Regions from separate parts of the Pan troglodytes genome. Here region 1 is linked to region 2. The links are chromatin contacts, called in public HiChIP or PLAC-seq maps. All regions are on one chromosome and are shown on one strand. Each heading gives the region's core, a stretch centred on a gene start, on an enhancer-like site or on the middle of the called end of the contact. The rest is flanking DNA. Distances are from core to core; before and after follow the strand shown. Region 1 holds the start of ZNF860 (zinc finger protein 860). Region 2 holds the start of STT3B (STT3 oligosaccharyltransferase complex catalytic subunit B).

Region 1 (7,295 bases), core at 4,149-6,648, 450 kb before region 2:
CGGTGGCTCACACCTGTAATCCCAGCACTTTGGGAGGCCGAGGTGGGCGGATCACGAGGTCATGAGATCGATACCATCCTGGTGAACACAGTGAAATCCCATCTCTACTAAAAATACAAAAAAATTAGCTGGGCATGGTGGCAGGTGCCTGTAGTCCCAGCTACTGGGGAGGCTGAGGCAGGAGAATGACGTGAACCCGGGAGGCAGGGCTTGCAGTGAGCTGAGATCGTGCCACTACACTCCAGCCTGGGTGACAGAGCGAGACTCCAGTCTCAAAAACAAAAACAAAAACAAAAAAACCCCTTAGGCTCTGAATTTTCAGGGAGATTGATTTGAGTAATAATACACTCCTGTCCTCCAGCTTGGCTGGCCCAACAATTGTTAAACTCTTCCTCTATTGCAAAAACCTGCATTGGCTTTTCTGGGTAACAAGCAAGATGAACCTGTTGGGCATTACAGTATGTATTTCAAATACTTTTTGCCAACTTATTATGTATTTTCCAAATTGTTTTTCAAACATAAAGACTTTTTCCTCTCCAAACATAATTCTGCAGGTACCTTTTCCCTATTTGCTATACTACGGTAGGTCAAGGAAAGCTTTCTGGAAGAAGTGACTTGTAATCCATAACTCCACGGGTGAGAAACACAAACCGGGTGAAGAGAGCAGGGAATAGTGTCACCAGCAGGAGGAACAGCATGTGCTTCATCACTCTTTCATGATATAGCCTCTACTTTCAGCACATCTGCTCCACTCACCTCTTGCTACCGACTTGGACATTTTTGATCCCATACGGCTGGCTTGCTCCTGCCCCATCCTGGCCTTGACTATTCCTTTTAGCTTAGTTCCTTCCCCACTTGAACTGGTCTATCTCAAGGGTCTAATTTTTTAGTCCAAGGTGAGAATTTGTTGTGCTAGCTCATCCAGTCTTAGGTTGGCTGCATAAGGTGGAGTAATGGTGGCATAGGTTAGGTAATATGAAATAAAATGATGACACTTCTCCTCTTTTAGCAGGAGCTTAAGGTGGCAGTCTCCAATAAAAGGCATGTTGTTTTGGTACATAATGCTGACATTTATAGTCCAGTATGCACCTACCTTCCCACCTTCAGTCTGTATGTCAATGCAGGACTCAATGAACACTCATATATGATCAGTAAGTTAGCTTAGGCAAAGCTATGCTGTGGTAAAAAATAATGCTAAAATCTCAATGGCTTCAAACAAACATTTTGTGCATGTTACATGGCCAACACTAACTGGCTTAGGATCTGCTGTATTCCACGCCTTCTCACTCCAGGACACAAGCTTAAGGAGAGTCCTTATCCGGGACATGCTGCTCTCCTGGGATAAGGAAAAGAGAAAGATGGTGGAACCATATGACTGCTCTTAAAGCTTATGTTTGGAAGGGGCATTCATTACTTCTGTTCACATTCCATTGCTCAAAGCAATTCCATGGCCAAGCCTGAGGTCCATGTGGAGTAAGGATACTCTTTCCATAGGAAGCGGCAGTAAATATTTTGAACAAATGAACATTCTTGCATAGTTTATTACAGCCAGTATCATTTGTCCCATTTTGCAGTGAGAAAACTAAGGGTAAAAGAGGTAATTTGATCAAGGTCATAGGTTAGAATTCAGCTCTGAATGGCTTCAAATTTGGTCCAGGCAAGCTCTTTTCAGATTTTTTTATTTTTATTTTTTATTTATTTATTTATTTATTTTTTATTTTTTATTGATCATTCTTGGGTGTTTCTCGCAGAGGGGGATTTGGCAGGGTCACAGGACAATAGTGGAGGGAAGGTCAGCAGATAAACAAGTGAACAAAGTTCTCTGGTTTTCCTAGGCAGAGGGCCCTGCGGCCTTCCGCAGTGTTTGTGTCCCTGGGTACTTGAGATTAGGGAGTGGTGATGACTCTTAACGAACATGCTGCCTTCAAGCATCTGTTTAACAAAGCACATCTTGCACTTCCCTTAATCCATTCAACCCTGAGTGGATACAGCACATGTTTCAGAGAGCACAGGGTTGGGGGTAAGGTCACAGATCAACAGGATCCCAAGGCAGAAGAATTTTTCTTAGTACAGAACAAAATGAAAAGTCTCCCATGTCTACCTCTTTCTACACAGACACGGCAACCATCCGATTTCTCAATCTTTTCCCCACCTTTCCCCCCTTTCTATTCCACAAAACCGCCATTGTCTTCATGGCCCGTTCTCAATGAGCTGTTGAGTACACCTCCCAGATGGGGTGGTGGCCGGGCAGAGGAGCTCCTCACTTCCCAGTAGGGGCGGCCGGGCAGAAGCGCCCCTCACCTCCCGGACGGGGCGGCTGGCCGGGCGGGGGGCTGACCCCCCACACCTCCCTCCCGGACGGGGCGGCTGGCCGGGGGGGGGGGGCTGACCCCCCACCTCCCTCCCGGATGGGGCGGCTGGCCGGGCAGAGGAGCTCCTCACTTCCCAGTAGGGGCGGCTGGGCAGAGGCGCCCCTCACTTCCCCGACGGGGCGGCTGGCCCGGCGGGGGCCTGACCCCCCCACCTCCCTTCCGGACGGGGCGGCTGGCCGGGCAGAGGGGCTCCTCACTTCCCGGTAGGGGCGGCCGGGCAGAGGCGCCCCTCACCTCCCGGACAGGGCGGCTGGCCGGGCGGGGGGCTGATCCCCCCACCTCCCTCCCGGACGGGGCGGCTGGCCGGGTGGGGGGCTGACCCCCCCACCTCCCTCCCGGACGGGGCGGCTGGCTGGGTGGGGGGCTGACCCCCCCACCTCCCTCCCAGACGGGGCGGCTGGCCGGGCGGGGGACTGACCCCCCCACCTCCCTCCCGGATGGGGCGGCTGGCCGGGCAGAGGGGCTCCTCACTTCCCAGTAGGGGCGGCCGGGCAGAGGCGGCCCTCACCTCCCGGACGGGGCGGCTGGCCAGGCGGGGGGCTAACCCCCCCACCTCCCTCCCAGACGGGGCGGCTGGCCGGGCGGGGGGCTGACCCCCCCACCTCCCTTCCAGACAGAGCGGCTGGCCGGGCAGAGGGGCTCCTCACTTCCCAGTAGGGGCGGCTGGGCAGAGGCGCCCCCACCTCCCGGACAGGGTGGCTGGCCGGGCGGGGGGCTGATCCCCCCACCTCCCTCCTGGATGGGGCGGCTGGCCAGGCGGGGGGCTGATCCCCCCACCTCCCTCCCGGACGGGGCGGCTGGCCGGGCGGGGGGCTGACCCCCCCACCTCCCTCCCGGATGGGGCGGCTGGCCGGGCGGGGGGCTGACCCCCCCACCTCCCTCCCAGACAGAGCGGCTGGGCAGAGGCGCCCCCACCTCCCGGACAGGGTGGCTGGCCGGGCGGGGGGCTGATCCCCCCACCTCCCTCCTGGACGGGGCAGCTGGCCAGGCGGGGGGCTGATCCCCCCACCTCCCTCCCGGATGGGGCGGCTGGCCAGGCGGGGGGCTGACCCCCCCACCTCCCTCCCGGATGGGGCGGCTGGCCGGGCGGGGGGCTGACCCCCCCACCTCCCTCCCGGACGGGGCGGCTGGCTGGGCAGAGGGGCTCCTCACTTCCCAGTAGGGGCGGCCGGGCAGAGGCACCCCTCACCTCCCGGACGGGGCGGCTGGCCGGGTGGGGGGCTGACCCCCCCACCTCCCTCCCGGACGGGGCGGCTGGCCGGGCAGAGGGGCTCCTCACTTCTCGGTAGGGGCGGCTGGGCAGAGGCACCCCTCACCTCCCGGACGGGGCGGCTGGCCGGGCGGGGGGCTGACCCCCCCACCTCCCTCCCGGACGGAGCGGCTGGCCGGGCAGAGGGGCTCCTCACTTCCCAGTAGGGGCAGCCGGGCAGAGGCGCCCCTCACCTCCCGGACAGGGCGGCTGGCCGGGCGGGGGGCTGACCCCCCCACCTCCCTCCCGGATGAGGAGGGAGGACGCTCCTCACTTCTCAGACGGGGTGGCTGCCGGGCGGAGGGGCTCCTCACTTCTCAGACGGGGCGGTTGCCAGGCAGAGGGTCTCCTCACTTCTCAGACGGGGCGGCCGGGCAGAGACGCTCCTCACATCCCGGACGGGGCGGCAGGGCAGAGGTGCTCCCCACATCTCAGACGATGGGCGGCCGGGCAGAGACGCTCCTCACTTCCCAGATGTGATGGCGGCCGGGAAGAGGGGCTCCTCACTTCCTAGATGGGATGGCGGCCGGGCAGAGACGCTCCTCGCTTTCCAGACTGGGCAGCCAGGCAGAGGGGCTCCTCACATCCCAGACGATGGGCGGTCAGGCGGAGACGCTCCTCACTTCCCAGACGGGGTGGCTGCCAGGCAGAGGCTGCAATCTCGGCACTTAGGGAGGCCAAGGCAGGCGGCTGGGAGGTGGTTGTAGCGAGCCGAGTTCACGCCACTGCACTCCAGCCTGGGCGCCATTGAGCACTGAGTTAACGAGACTCCGTCTGCAATCCCGGCACCTCGGGAGGCCGAGGCTGGCAGATCTCTTGCGGTTAGGAGCTGGAGACCAGCCCGGCCGACACATCGAAACCCCGTCTCCACCCCAGATTTTTTTTTTTTTTAACACTATGTAGGCACCTGGAATTGTAATTTACTCAGGGGCACAACCACTTCTCTTCAACTCCAGAAGCTTCTCCGTGCATCTCTAGAGCTAAACCACCCATGAAATCTTCCTGGAAGGATGTGAAGCTAGAAAGGGGTTGGGCTCGGGGAACTGTCCCTTTGAGAGCTGACTCTTCCATTTAGTAATTTTTTTTAACTGTTGAAGTATTTATCTGCTTGATGGGTTTGTAGATCCTTTGGACGGAGATCACCTATCATCTATCACCTTTTGTTTTGTCTGTGTGTGTGTGTGTGTGTGTGTGAGAGAGAGTCTGAGTTCCTCAAAGCTTTTTTCTAGGTAATTTTTGATACTTCAGATTACAATGGATATCTATATTCACAAAAAATATTAGTGGGATAGAAAGAGTATCTTTAGGTAGGAAGAGGGGCGCAGAAGTTACAGCCAACACAGAGAATCCATCAATGTTTGTAAATATCTGTTAATTTCCCTTGCCTCCGGAGCAGTTTTCCGGGTTTCAGAGCCTCTGCTCCTAGGTGCACGTGCAGTGTGGTAACAATGGATAGGTTTTGACTTGCCAGGTTTATGCGTGCCATTCAGGGCAGGGGATTAGGTTAGGCCAGTGAGTGACCTAGGACATTCAATTTAAGGAAGCACTCGCACAAACCTGAGAGTTCGCGCACCTCACCCCAGCACAGCAGTGTGTCTGTTAAGCATTTATCATAATCCTGCTGCATGAAAATGCCCGGCGAGCTTACCTGTGAGGATCACCTGCCACTCCCCTCCTCCGCCAGACAACGCGGAGGGCCTCCCTGAGCTGTGACTTTGCTCCGCCGGTGATAATTTCCAGGTTACTGTGTAGGAGCGTCTGGCGCAGGATCGTGTGCGGAAGACCGAGAGAGGGAGTGTGCGTGTGAGCCTGTCAGGCCGGGCGGGTCCATATCCGGGTGGACCGGGTGGGTGGGGCTGCCCCTCCCTCCAGGTCCCGAGGTGGATAAGGGGTGGGGAGTGACGTGCAGAGATTCCCTTTCGCCCCTTCGGATCCAAGAGAGGGTGGCAGAAGGAATGCGTGGGTGACTTGGCGTGGATTTAGGGCGTGCCCACCCTGCAGATCGGCCTCCTAGGGTGTCCCGAGGGCCTGAGAGGCCGCAGGGACACGAAGGAAGAGAAGGAGGAACCCGAAGAGGGCTCGCCTAGCCGGCCACCCGCTCCGAACTTGCCCGGGAAACTAGTGCGGAGGGAGGGGCCGGGCCCTGGCCGCGACGGGAGGAGGGGCGGCCGCAGCTGCATCCAGCCCCGTTGGCTTCCTTCCCAGCTCTCCTTCGCCTCCTCCTCCTCTTCCTCCTGTATGAGTCAGGCATTTCCCGGGGATTTGGAGCAGCCACGCGCGGCCCGGGCGCCCGGAGCTGTAGCAGCAGCAGCAGCCGCCGTGCCGGGGCCGCCACCGCGGCGGGCACCCGCGTCCCGGGCGCGCACGGACCATGGAGAGGGCAGCCCAGGGCACAGACGGCGGCGGGGGTAGCAACAGCAGCAGCCGCAGCAGCAGCCGTGCTACCTCGGCGGGCTCCTCGCCCTCCTGCTCTCTGGCGGGCCGGGGGGTCTCCAGCCGGTCGGCGGCGGCCGGGCTCGGCGGCGGGGGAAGCCGCAGCAGCCCGGGCTCTGTGGCCGCTAGCCCGTCCGGGGGAGGCGGCCGCAGGAGGGAGCCGGCGCTCGAGGGCGTGCTCAGCAAATACACCAACCTCCTCCAGGGCTGGCAGAACAGGTAACGCGCCAGCCGCCCGCGCCACCGCGCGCCGCTGTGTGTGTGTGTGTGTGCGCGCGCGCGCGTGTGTGTGTGTATGTGTGTTGTGTATGTGTGTGCGCGCGCGCGATTGTGCCTTCAGCGAACCCGGTGATGCCTCCCAACGGTGCCCTTCCTGCGTCCCTGCTCCCCTCCAGGTGGGGTTCTCAGGATGGGGCGCGCCGTGGCTCCACCCCGGGACCGCACCGCAGTGGCGGGGAGGGAGGCGAGAGCCCTGGTTTTCTTCTATGCTGGCACCTGCAGAGACTGGAGTGGTGGCAGGAGGATCGTGCTGGTCCGCGTGCTCTGCTTGTCCGCGGTTTCCCGCACGCCTGAAGAATGACTGGGAAAGGGAGGCAGAAGGGGCGTGCTTTGTGCCGGGGTGAAAAAGCGTTAGCACGTCCGCTCCGATTACAGTAATTCTCTAAATAACAGTTCATTTTAAAGTTTGGTGTTTCAGAACACCACCAACATCAACAAAAAACCTGCCACTTGTCATCCTGGGCGACTGTGCATACTCCTGCCCCAGTTTGTGCCTTGCAGCCTCCGATGTCTGTAATGGAAGTTTTGTTTAAAAACAGAAAGAGGCCGGGCGCGGTGGCTCACCTCTGTAATCCCAGTACTTTGGGAGGCCGAGGCGGGCAGATCAGGAAGTCAGGAGTTCGAGACCAGCCTGGCCAACATGGTGAAACCCCGTCTCTACTAAAAATAAAAAAAATTAGCCGGGCGTGGCGGCGCGCCTGTAATTACAGCTACTCCGGAGGCTGAGGCAGGAGAATCACTTGAACCCCGGAGGCAGAGGTTGCAGTGAGCCGAGATCGCGCCATTGCAATCTAGCCGGGGCGACAGTGCGAGACTCCGACTCAAAAAATAAAATAAAATAAAATAAAAAAATAAAAAGAAAGAAAGAAAAAATACCCTCCCCCTTTTAATATTAGTAGCAATTTACATTATTATCATTATTTCCTCTTCAGGTCCCATTTGAAGTTTCCTGCTCACTTCCC
Region 2 (7,246 bases), core at 2,234-4,733:
AAATCCTAACTCGGGTTGGGCAAGTTGCGAAAAAAAGTTAAAGCAATCTTCCCATCTAGATAATTCACAGACCAATGTAGTGTCTAAGTTAGCTAGTGTTGTTAAGAGTGGGGTAATTTCCTAAAACATTCAGGTCTGTCCCTTACACCATGTGCAACTTCGGTATTACAATCTAGGACTCCCATCACCGTGGTACTGTTTGCTCTTATCCACAAACCTTCCTGCAGACCAATAAAGGAACTAATGCAATGCTTTCAGGTACTGTGCATAACACACTAAGGGTGACAGTGGCTAACAGGGTAAGGATCTTGTTCTAAAAAGCAACCCAAGACGATAGTGAAACAGTAAGGTGCTGAGTGCACTTAAGAGCTCTGAAAAAAAGCCACTCTTTAAAATACCTAATGATAAATAAATAAGAGTAGCTAGCTTTCAGATCACTTTCAGGGGTATTATTTCCTTCCCTCCAACACCCCACTGACTCTCCTTTTCCCTTCTCGTATCATGAGAGCATAAAAAGAAACAGTAAAAGCGTAAAACTGCAAGGGTGAGCAGCCGGGGTTCCGGCACATCTGGACCCACCTCCAGCGACAACAGGGCAGCCCCCCTGGCCGACTCCGTCTGAACTAGCAAAAACGCGCCCGCAAAAATGAAAGAACGCGAAAGCAGCGGGCGAGGAGGGCGGGGAATCGGCCGACAGTCCGCGGAGGAACTACCTGCCGGCTCCTGGCGTGGCGGGTCCGGACTCAGCGACCAAAGCGGGCTGCGAGGGACTGCACCCACACTCCCGGCGGCTGCACCCACACTCCTGGCGGCTGCACCCACACTCCTGGCAGTCTTCACACTAGCCCGGCCGAGAGTCAAGGTTTCGCTCCCGGACCCCGACGCCCCGCCTCAGGCTGCACGGGGCAAACTTCGCCCACGGGCAGGGGGCGCGCCCGGAGCTCCGGGATCCGCGCCGGCCTCAGCCAGGACGCGAGCGGGGCTCCGCGGCGGCGCGGGGCCAAGTCGAGGAGAGCTGCGGCGGGCAGAGGAGCGGGTCCCGGTTCCCCGCGGGCCACGGGCGGGGGAGGGGCGGCGAGGCACTTACCACGGGTCGAACTCGTGGATGATGCTTTCGAAGCGGATGACGGCGAAGAGGCGCGAGCTGAAGCCGGCAAGCCAGGCCAGGAAGAGGATGGTGAAGGAGAGAAGCGACTGCCACCCAGCCGGCTGCGACAGCCCCCCGGACAGCCCCGCCGGGGCCGGCTTCGGCGGCGCCGCGCCGCCCGCCGCCTTGTGCGCGCACTGGGCCCCGGGCCCGTGGTGGCCGTGCCGGCTGTTTCCCAGGGCCATGAGGCCACTCCACGGGGACGAGTTGAGGGACGACTTGTGCTTGCTCTCCGGGGCCGAGGGCTCCGCCATGTTGTGCCCCGGCGGCGGGTCTAGCTCTCCTCCTCCGCCGCCGCCGCCTGGTGCGAGGGGTGCTGGGCGGGGACCCGGAGGAGGAGGAGGAGGAGGAAGAAAAAGGAGGAGGAGGGAAGAGCTCTGCGCGCTCCCGCCCTCAGCGCCGCGAGGCCGGCGGGCTGGGGGTGGAGGAAGCGGCGGCGGGGAGTCTCCGCCTCAGCAGCGGCCGCGATCGCCGCTCTCTCAACCCAGATGGCCCCGGCGCCCCACTAGCCATCCGTATCCCCAGTGCAGCTGCGGCGGCGGCGGCGAAAGCCGACGGGACGAGGGCGCCAGAGAAGAAGCAGCAGACGGAGGCGGCACCACGGCTCTGAGAAGCAATGACATTCCCTCTCTAGCCCGCCGCCCGCCCAGCCGAGAGGAGCAGGGGGAGGAGCCCCCTGGAGTCCGGGCGGAGCTCAAGCATCCTCTGACTCCGCCCCCGGCCTGACAGGAACTGGCCCCTCCGCCTGTCACAAAGCGACAGGTCCGTTAGGGGGCGGGCCCAGAACCGCTGCGCCCACCAATAGGGGCGCGAGCTGGGGCGGAGCTTGACCCAACCGTCTCCCCCTCCCCCGCCCCATCCCGGCCTCGCGCCGATTCGCCCGGAGTGGCCGAGCTGCGCGGCTACGGCTTCATTGTCAGTTGAAAGACGCGGTTTCGCGCGCCTGTGCGGTCGGCGAGAAAGGGTACTAGGCGGCTCCGCTAGGTTCATGGAGCTGAGCTGGGCCGAGGGGCGGGAACTGCGGAGCGGCCTCGGTCAAACTCGTCTTAAAGGACGCGGAAAGCGCCGCACCGACCAGCAGGACGCTCGCGGGCTCTCCGCGGTCGTGACTTTTAACCCGCTTTGCGCGGAGCCCTCACCACGTGACGGCCGCGCAGGCGCATTATCCTAGCCCTCGGCGCGTGGGTCGGGCCGAGGGGTTCAGCCGCCCGTGGCGCTCCTCGACTGGCGTTGCGAATGAGCCCGTGGCGGCAGTGACACAGCCTACCTTGCTCATTGCGCTTCACGTCCCGCCTCCGGCTTCTGCGGCCGCGGGAATCCGAGAATGTGAGCAAAGACAAGTTTTCCGACACCGAAAACTCGTTGGAACCGGCAAGCGCGCCCCTAGCTCCGGCAGGCAAAATGCGACCTTCTCTCGCCCTTTTTCGTTTGTACTCCGAATTGCGAAAGTACTGTCTGTTCACTGGAAATATGGGAAAATGCAGAAATACATTAACGGCTGCATACATTCCGTCGAGTGAGTGAAACTAACTTACCCTGGACGTTAAGCTGTTTCCAGTTCTCACTTTACTAAATAATAATAGAACGAAGGTTCTTGTGCACGTCTACCTTGTATTTTTATAATTCCTTTCCTTTCCCCACTTCCCTCCTTGTCCGCTAAAATAAAGTGCTACCAGATAAACTCAGGGCAAAATGAGCTTAAACTAAGTGAGGTAGTGGGGAGTCTCGAATTGCTCTGATATAAACCCCATAGAAAGTACGGAGCTTTCGGCGTAATCGGTGCTCAGTAAATACTTGTTCATGTCAATTCACAGCTAATTGTACATTTTATTAGGTAAGTAACATCTGGATATTAAAGGGCATATTAATGTAAAACTATAAAGGCCCTGAATTATTTTCTTAGGTGATTTAAATTTTTCTCTTTAACTACAAATTGTGTTTCAATATTAATAGAAGTCTTAAAATATTAGATAAATGAACCCTAGTTATTTTGAGGTAGCTCTTTGAAAGTAAGGCAACTCCAGCTACCCTTTTAACCTGCTAAGTGGTTACGTTTTGTCCTGTTTCCTTAAAAAAACCATAAATAGTCTTATTAAGGAAATAATGAAAAGGTTTCCAGAAATAGACTTTCTCACCAACAGTTTAATAGCCGACATTTATTGAACGTACACATTTTAATGAGAATTAGGATAAAATATTAACTGCCTCTGTTATACAGAGAAAGATGAAATGCTTTTCCTCGTAGCCCAAACGGTACATGCTGAAATGACAGCAGAGGATTTTTGTCTGTGTTCCCTGAACCAAAGTTTTATCAGTCTAAAATAAAATTTGTGTTTTTATTTTAATTTGTTTGGATATTTCTATTTTATTGTCTTTGTGTATCTATTCCCTAGTAAGTTCTACGTTATCTTCTTTTGCTTCCTGTTTTGGCTGTTTAATGGCCATAGGCCTGGTCTGAAAAGTGACCAAGTGAAATAGTCCCAAATTGTTGCTCACTAGTCATGTAGCATTGGACAAGTCACCTGCATGGGTTGCCCTTTCTGCTCTTAAAGTCAGTTGTTAATATTAAAAAAGCTTATCTGAAAGCATTTTAGGAAATTGTTAAGGAACGTGCAAATACAGGGTAGTGGTAAAGGTGAAAAGCCCTACGAAAACCCCTTGATTTTTGACCTTCATTTATTCACTCATTCATTGAGCAAGTATATATTGAACTCCTTTATGCCGACCACTGTGAGTGAACTGGGATGCATGGGGATTCAGCTAGGAACAGGAAAGACATAGCTCCTACTCTCACAGAGTTCACCAGCCAGCCCTAGGAAGGGAGGTATTAACCACATCATCAGATGGTTCAGGACCAAAATGCAGGGTGACAAACACTGTGGAGGACAGGCACATGGGGAATTTGATCTACACCAGAAGGATGAGAAACATTACCCTGAGGAAGCAGCACTGGAAGTGATGATGAACGGACGAGGAGAAGGAGAATGGAACGCGTTATATAGACAGAGAAGCACGTGCAAAGGCACTGCAGTGGGGCAGGGGAGGCATACGAGTATCCCAGAAAAGTGGCTGCAATGCAGACAGTGGGACAAGGTGCAGTAGGAGTCAAAGGAATGGCCGGGTAGTGTAGGTCCTTTTAAGAGGTGTTTTTTGCTTCATGTTAACTTCAGAATATTGAGAAGCCATAAAGGGTTTTAAGCAGCATGTGGTGTATTTGAGATAGAGGGAGAGAGTTGATCAGATGTGTGTTTTGAAAAGATTACCAAGGCTGCAATGTGAAAAGCATTTTGGAGAGGAGACCAGTAAAAGCTCTACCTGAGAATTCAGAGATTACTTTTGTGAGGAATATGCTATTGTGGAACCACTAGAGAACCCATAAAAATAAATTGCAGCATTGTGAATTCACAATTTCTAGCCTATCAACATGGAAAAATGGTTTACAGTTTGTGATGAAGCTTGAATGTGTTTGCCCCTTTGCACTTGAGGTTCTAATCCTGCTAGGTGCTTGTAACATCCTCCTGAGTTCAAATCTCTCAGGAGTCAGTCAAACACTATGGGTACAACATCATGAGCAGAATGGTGTGACATCAGAGGCCCAGCTTCCAGGGGAAGGGAGTATTTGAGTTGAAACTTGAGGGGTGAGCAGAAGTTCACAAGACACACTAGGAAGAGGGATGGGGGATTCCAAGAAGGAACAAGGAAGTCCTTCAAATTAATACACAAAGTTTAATATTAATGAAGGTGCATTGGGAGATGAGACTGAAAGAGAGATAAGAACCAGATTATTAAGGACTTGTCTGCCTGGTAAAGGAGTTTATTATTCTGTAAGCAGCTGGGATTCATTGAAACATTTTGAACAACAATAACATGATCAGACTTGGTTGATGGAAGAAAAAAAATTGACAGGTAGTATGAAAGATGTACTGGAAAGGGTGAGAGTGGATGCAGAGAAACCAATAAGGAAGCATTTACAGAAATTTAGGCAAGAGAATTAGGTACCAAAACTGGGACAGTAGGGCTCAGAGAGGAAAGGACTGATAGGAGAGGTATCAAGAGAGTAGAGTCCAGAAATTGGTGATTGGGGTAAAATAAAAGTAGGGTTTAGGACAAATCTGGAGTTTCTGGTTTAGTTATTTGGATGGAAAGTGATGTCTCAGAAATAGGGAGCAAAGGACAAGCAGCAGATTTGGAGGGGAGATGATCCAATCAGCTTTGGAGATGTGATGTTTTAAGTCCCTGTAGGACATCCAAGAGGAGTTGGATAACAGACACTTAAAGAGATGTGATGTTCAGGAGGAAGGGTTTTCTGGGATAAAGGCTTGGGACTCCATGGCTACAGGTGAAATTTTGCTGGAATCAAGGCTATAGACAAGGAGACAAGGGTTGAGGATAGAGCCCTAAGGACTTTCCAAATTTAGATGTGCCTACAGGGAGCCCAAGATAGAGCAATGTCCCAGCAGTGAAGAAAGGGAAATAAAGTGAAGTCAGAAGCAGCACAAGGTACAGAGAAATGGAGTGTGACACAGCTGAAAAGTGTACCTTTCTTTTGGCAACCAGGAGTTCACCAATTACTTTAGCAAGGTCAATTTTAGTGGAGTCATAGGGGCAGAAACCAGATGGCAGCAGGTGAGAAGGGATCAGTGGCAAGGGATGTGGAGGCAGGGAATGTATACCACCCTTTCTAAAAGTCTGGTTTCAAAAGCACAGACAGGACCAAATCAGACCAAGAAAAAACTAAATTACGATCCGCAGTCCCTAGCATTTCCCACAGTGATCAAGAAAAGATTTAAGTGCCTGTGATGTGTCCCAGGAATGACACAGGTCGGAGAGTGGGTTTCATTCTTCCTAGAGAAACACAAACAACAAGACATGTACGCTTGTACTAGACACACCACACTAGGGGGCTGCTACGCTCTGCAATATAATTGACATTTGCAAATATCTGGTAACTGAGGGAATTCCCAATGCTTATATTGTCCCTTTCTGACAAGCACCTGTCAAAGAACCTCCCTGGTAGCCCATAGCCCCAGTAGAGGAGAGAGAAGCAGAGAGGGAGAAAAAAGATTTGAGCTAGGTGTGCTGCCAAGTGGTACTGTGTGGTGGTTTAGAGCACAGGCTCTGCGGACACTGCTGGGTACCAAATCTTCACTTTAGTTCTTCTGAGTCACATGGCTTTTGGCAAGCTACTTCCCATCTCTGCTCCTTGGTATCCTCATCTTTACAGCGTAGATAAGCACTGAACCTTTCTCTTAGGGTTATAAGAAGAAATAAATGAATCAATACATGAAAATAACTTAGGACAGTGCCTGGCGCAAAGGAAACATTCAATATATGTTGGTTATTAACAATATCACTGGTACTACTGCTATATTCAGAACCATGACAGATGGGCTATGAGACTTACTCCCGTGGATAGCCTTAAAATAATTCTCCATGACCCGAGCCCATACGAATGCTTCTTTATTTCTTTAAGCCAGAAAATGCCTGCTTCAAATAAAACACCTTACAAAGTTAGGCAATACCTAGCTGCTGATAATGAATAATAACCTCCAATTTATAATCCAATAGAACTGGGGTCTGCAACTTTTTTTGTAAAAGGCAACACAGTAAATATTTTCATCTTTGTGGGCCATGCTGTCTCAGGCTACTACTCAACCCTGTTGTTGTAGTGTGAAAGTAGCAATGGACAATATGTAAGAGAACAGGCATGGCTGTTCTTCAGTAAACACAACCACACCTGCAGACCAGAGTTTGTTGGCCCTTGCGGTAGATGATAAGGGGATTGCTGTGATCTAATCTAGCTCAAAATCCAGTATGAGGCAGAGAATGTTTTCTATCATGATCACTGTGAAGAGTGAGAGCTTGTGTCTGGGCAGTCATCAAGGACATGTTCATGAAGTGATTGGCCTTAAAGAATAGGTAGGATGTTGGCCGGAAGCTGTGGCTCACGCCTGTAATCCCAGCACTTTGGGAGGCCAAGGCAGGTAGATCACAAGGTCAGGAGTTTGAGACCAGCCTGGCCAATATGGTGAAACCCCCATCTCTACTAAAAATACAAAAATGAGCCGGGCATGGTGGTGCACACCTGTAATCCCAGCT

Evidence for each region. HiChIP or PLAC-seq counts read pairs in DNA pulled down with a chosen protein or histone mark.
Region 1: a contact with region 2 is called in an H3K4me3 HiChIP or PLAC-seq map of stem cell-derived excitatory neurons, with 5 times the contacts expected there. The contact joins the promoter of ZNF860 here to the promoter of STT3B in region 2. A contact is called at or near these places in 1 of 7 Hi-C or Micro-C datasets (stem cell-derived neural progenitor cells) and 1 of 1 datasets of contacts at active chromatin or transcription factors (stem cell-derived excitatory neurons).

What each region holds. Positions count from the first base shown.
Region 1 is chr2:35,994,682-36,001,976 of NHGRI_mPanTro3-v2.0_pri, reverse strand. ZNF860 (zinc finger protein 860) reads right to left here and starts at 5,398. Exons shown (of 2, transcript XM_516348.8): 1 at 5,270-5,398. OSBPL10 (oxysterol binding protein like 10) reads left to right here and starts at 5,892. Exons shown (of 12, transcript XM_003950045.5): 1 at 5,892-6,273. The coding sequence starts at 5,993.
Region 2 is chr2:35,540,468-35,547,713 of NHGRI_mPanTro3-v2.0_pri, reverse strand. STT3B (STT3 oligosaccharyltransferase complex catalytic subunit B) reads right to left here and starts at 3,483. Exons shown (of 15, transcript XM_024355355.3): 1 at 1,088-3,483. The coding sequence starts at 1,401.